2 separate regions of the Mus musculus genome follow, and region 2 is linked to region 1. A link is a contact called in public targeted proximity ligation data. All regions are on one chromosome and are shown on one strand. The core of a region is the stretch at or near the end of the contact, and the rest is flanking DNA. Distances in the headings are between cores, read along the strand shown.

The links.
Region 2: a targeted proximity ligation map of thymic regulatory T cells shows a contact between it and region 1, with 3 times the contacts expected there. A contact is called at or near these places in 1 of 39 promoter capture datasets (hippocampal neurons) and 4 of 130 datasets of targeted methods (bone marrow-derived macrophages, double positive thymocytes, embryonic midbrain and 1 more).

What each region holds. Positions count from the first base shown.
Region 1 is chr19:5,401,197-5,403,896 of GRCm38.p6, forward strand. It overlaps Tsga10ip (testis specific 10 interacting protein), which reads right to left and starts at 1,310. Exons shown (of 8, transcript NM_001373978.1): 1 at 1,136-1,310. The coding sequence starts at 1,264.
Region 2 is chr19:6,045,175-6,047,888 of GRCm38.p6, forward strand. It overlaps Syvn1 (synovial apoptosis inhibitor 1, synoviolin), which reads left to right and starts at 1,402. Exons shown (of 16, transcript NM_028769.5): 1 at 1,402-1,954.

The sequences.
Region 1 (2,700 bases), core at 60-2,559:
CTCCCATATGGTGCTTCCTCTTCAGGTTCACCTCCCAGGGGCTTCCTCTCTGTCTAGACTGTGCTGTGGCTGCCTATAACCTTCTCTGATCATTCACTACCTCTTCTGTTAAGACAGCACAAGCTGGACTGGAGAGATGGCTCAGTGGGTAAAAGCACCCGACTGCTCTTCCAAAGGTCCGGAGTTCAAATCCCACCAACCACATGGTGGCTCACAACCATCTGTAATGAGATCTGACGCCCTCTTCTGGAGTGTCTGAAGACAGCTACAATGTACTTACATATAATAAATATTAAATATTTAAAAATAATATAATAAATATTAAAATATTTATAAATATTATTAGTTTTTGTTGTCTTGTTGAGATGGTGTCTTGTGTAGCTGAGGACGGTCTCAAGCTCACTGTATAGCTGAAGATAGCTTTGTTTTGAGATGGTGCTTTTCTGTGGAGCCCTAACTGTCCTGGAACTCACTCTGTAGACTCGGCCTCCAACTCAGAGGCCAACCTGCCTGGGATTAAAGTTATGTGCCACCATGGCTTGGCTGATGATAGCTTTGAACTACTGATCCTCCTGCCTCTGTGTCCCAAGTGTTGGGATGACAGGCTGCACCAGCATGCCTGGTTTGGACTTCTTTAAATTTTAGAAAAATATCGGGGTGTGATGACACACAGCTGTAACCCCAGATACGCAGGAAGCAGAGAGGGGAGGACTGTGAGCTCCAGGACAGCCCAGATCAGGTAATTTGGTAGGAGACTGCCCAACAAGCCATCCACTGCTGGCACCCCAAAACACCAAGCCACACCACCCACAACAAAAGCTCACATTTTTCTGGATGTCACCCAGGGCTCTGGACTTAGTGCTGAGGAAGTGACAAGTTCCTTAGTGGAAGGAAGGAAGGAAGGAAGGAAGGAAGGAAGGAAGGGTTTTTATTTCCCTAAACTCCTTTCCTCCCTGCAGTGTTCCCAAACTGCTCCATCTGTCCTCTGTGGTCCTTGTCCCAGGCATTCCCAACTGTTACCAGGACCTGAGCTCCAGTCTTACGTTTCCTCAAGAGCCTTAGCCAGGGCTGACCTCTTCTGGCCTAAGATGCCAATGGGCGGTTGAAGCTCCCCAACTGGGCCTGCCTCCCTCACCTGGTCCTCCGGAGAGATGCTTGATAGAAGTCTGAACAGCCCTGTAGATGTCCCTGGAACCAAGGGCTCTGTACTCTGCCTTGGTCTCTCCGATAAGGCCCTAACCAACAGTTGGTCAGTGTTTAGCATATTGGCATGTTGCCCTCTCCCACCCCTACCTGCCAGCTCTGGAACTGCCCTCTCTGCCATCTCCATGACAACCAGGCTGTGACCGGTCTGAATGATTCCAGCAAAAAGTACTCGGTAGCGATCAGCCAGAGTTCTGCTGGTCTCCTTTACGAGACTGTGTTCAACAGCGCCCAGAACTGCCTTGGGCCTTGCCTCTGCCCCTGCAACCTGACCTGGTATAAGCTCCCTACTTCTCTAGGCCTATGTTTATCCATCTGCTTTTGAAGGGATATCAGAACTTGTCACCTCAAAGGGCCCTCAGGTCCTGTGAAAATGCCCCATTGCTGCACAAGGCAGGCCATGGCCTTCTGGCCGCAGGATACTGTGTCCCTCAGAGAGGCAGCAAGCCCCTCAACCTGAGAATGACAGAACTTCAGCCATACTTGTTTCCTGAGCCTAATGGTGTATATTTATACATTGACTGGCTTTGTTTTGAGCATTTTGTTTTGCTTATTTTAGACAGTGTCTCACATGTAGCCTAAAAAAATTAAAAATTAAAAAATAAAACAAAAACAAAAACAAAACATGCTGGGCAGTGGTGGCACACACCTTTAATCCCAGCACTCGGGAGGCAGAGGCAGGCAGATTTCTGAGTTCGAGGCCAGCCTGGTCTGCAGAGTAAGTTCCAGGACAGCCAGGGCTACACAGAGAAACCCTGACTCAAAAAATCAAAAACCAACACAAAAACATGTAGCCTAGCTAGCTGGCCTGAAAGTCACTGTATAGGCCAGGCCGTCCTTGAACATACCGTCCTCTGCTTTTCCTCTGCTTCAAGAGAGCACTGGGATTAAAGGCGTGCGCCACCACACCCAGCTGGCATGTACATATTTTAAACCTCTCTAGCCATGTAAGGGCCCATTGGATCTGAGAACTCCTGGTTCACTTCATAATTGGGGGAGCACATGATGAGTGGTTGGAAGTTGCCACTGAGCCACTAGGCTTAAAGGGAAGAAGAACATAGGATTACCGAATAGCCGCTGGGCAAAATACAATTTTAAATTTCAATTAAAATAAAAATTTCAAATACAATAAAGTTCAAAATATGATTTAATTTTCAATTAAAAGAATAAGCCTGGGTCTGGAGAGATGGCTTAGCAGTTGAGAACACTGACTGTTCTTCCAGAGATCCTGAGTTCAATTCCCAGAAATTACATGGTGGCTCACTACCATCCATAATGGGATCGGATGCCCTCTTCTGGTGTGTCTGAGGACAGCTGCAGTATATATATGAAAGAAAGGAAGGAAGAGAGAAAGAAAAGAAAAAAGAATAAGCCTGTCATTTTACTGTTTCTATTGCTACAATAAAACACCATGACCAAACAGCAAGTTGGGTGGGGGAAGAGTTTGCTTGGATACATAGTTCATCATCCAAGAAATTCGGGATAGGAACTCAAGCA
Region 2 (2,714 bases), core at 152-2,651, 640 kb after region 1:
TGATTTCAGAGGTTGAGTAGACCTGAACTGAAGACCAGACAAGGGAGCCCTCCCTCGACATCTTGGGGCCAGGGAAGTTGAAGCCATAGGATCAGAGGAAATGTGGCAAGAAAAAAGGCCAACATGGACACAGAACTTAAATAAAAACAGACAGAGGAAGTAAGACAGATATATACCTGGGGGAGAGGAGGGATTGCCACAAAATGTAGGAGATTTTCAAGAATGGGGGAGGATGAGTGTGTAGGGTTAAAGGTAGCCAGTAGAAGTTCATAGCTAGCCTTATGGAGGAAGGAAAGGGGAGCCATCTCGGGATGTTAACTGTTAAAGACAACAGGTGGTGGTGAAGATGGCTGAGACCAAGAGCACAGGGCTGAGGGGCAGACAGGCACTGACACTGCTACCCTTTAATACAGTTCCTCCTGTTGTGATCCCCAACCATAATTACTTCGTTGCTACTTCATAACTGTAATTTTGCTAGTTATGAATTGTAAGTAAACGTCTGATATGCAGGATATCTCATTTGTGACCCCTGTGTAACGGTTTGATTCCCAAAGGGCTTACGACTCACAGGTTGAGAGCCAGCCACTGCCTTAAAGTCGTCTAGAATCAGTTTTCTTTCTTTTTTGACAGACAAGATGTTTAATTCCGTTGTACTGAAGGAAAGCCATTTTATGTATTTTTCTTAAGTGCTCTATCAGTAATGACAATTCTGAAAGCCCCTGTGTTATATTTTAACAACACAGTCACCTCCGGTTCTGTATTCACTGTCCGTGTTGTGACTCCCACAGTATAAATTCCTCCAGTTGATCTTCATGAATTCTTATATTTGATCCCCCCCCCCCTTAGGCCTCTGAATTCCGAGTGAGTCCGAGTTAAAAATGGGAGGAGCACCCTCTAGCTGATAAACCTGGGTAATGAGGTGTCCGCTTTCAGTTTCCATTCTGTACGCGACTATACTGCTTGTGTGAGCCCTAACAGACAGAATCAGCTCAGAACAAAGGGTCTGGCTATCTCCCAGGGATGAACACGCACGCCGACTGAGCTTTTGGGGTGTTGAAAAGTCAACGCCTTCGCACAGAACTCTCCACCCCAACCTAGAAATAACTGGCGTTCTGTTTTATGTCAGTCCGGACACGCAAGCACTGCTCCTTTTGCGGGCCCCGTAAGCATCCCCCCAGGCGGGATAGGGATCCCCGGCCTATGGACTGCGCTTTCTCAGCTGGCATCCAGCTGCCTTGGCACCCAGTCCGGGGCCACTCTGCCTACAGACCCTAGCAACCACTCACCTGCTTTTCTTTCCCTATAGGCCAGAAATTTTTCCTTTCTTTTCTCATTGGTCCGCGTAACTTTATCGCAACCAATCGGCGGTAGCCACGGGAACAAACTCACTCCTACACAACCTGCGTTGGGGGGAGGTAACCTGGGAAGACCTATATCTGTTTTCTGCACCGCTATTTTTTTCCGAGAAGCACTTAACTTCTTACCGTGTCGTAGCTATCCCTGGAATGAGGCGCTTACACATTTTATTTCTTTCATGCCTGACATAAAGTCTGGCCCTTGCTCGCTCCTGCCCCCCGTCCAAATGGCTCGGCCCGCGGAACGCCCCATCTTCCAGGCACATTGAGAGCCGGAGTCTTGGAGGAGTTTAGGGTGGTGATTCTACAACGGCGACTAGCAAGTGGCGGGCTTCAGCCCTTTCCCGCTGCTCTCCTGGTCGCGACCACACGTCACAGCTCTCGCTCGTTCCGGTTGCTCGCGCACGGGCCCCAGAAGCGCAGGCGAGATCGGAGCGCGCAAAGAGAACTTGGTACGGTCCACTCCGCCGCGCCCCGCGCCGCCGGAAGTGAGGTGTCTTACCCCCGAAGTTCCGGTTCGCAGGGGGTGGGGAGTGTTGTTAACCGGAGCGGCTGCCGCAGTCGCGGTGATTGAGCGTGCTCGCGGCGCTGGGCTCCTGGTGAGTGGGCCTGGTCCTGATTGGGGTTGGGGGGTCGGCGTCTAGGACCTTGTCCTTTGGGGTCACTGCGATCAGCCCGCCCCGCTGCGTTCGGCCGCCAGTTTTCGGCCTGTCAGATGGCTGGAGACCTTAGGCGGCGGCGCGGCCACCGTTCCAGAGGCCGGGCCCCGCCTGCGAGGTTCGCAACTCCTAGCGTTCACAGGTGCGCGACTGTGAGGCGACCTGACTGGTTCTCAGCCCCGCCGCCGCACCCTGGCGGTCGGCCGTTTCTCCGGTTCTCAGAGTGGACACTGCTGGGGGCGGGGGGGGGGGCAGGGTTCCAGACTGACGTACCCCGATGGGCGCGCGTCTGCGCTGACCACCCTGGCACAGCTGTCACTGGTTGTGTCGCCTTCTCAAGCTGTGCCCTCTGCACCTTGCCTCCTCCACCCCTGGCGGGCCCAGCGAACCTGCCTCTAAAGCCTATCATCCCAGCTCCTTCAGAGGGTCAGCGGTGGCAGCCCCCCTCCTCCTAACTTTGCCTCAGTGACTCCCTAGAGGAGGCGCCTTGGCAGACAGCGTGGAAGAGCCCTAGATTTGAAACGAGATTGATCCAAGTTCTAGGCCTTGCATCAGTGTGAGCCTCTAACCCCTTTGAGTCCTAGTTTCTCGTTTGTGAAACAGGGAGTATATGCTGTTTTGAATCTAATGGCTGTCAAGGTGAAATGAGTGTTTGCCCTTACACTCTGCCAGGGACTGTGCTAGGTTTACATAGTGTGGA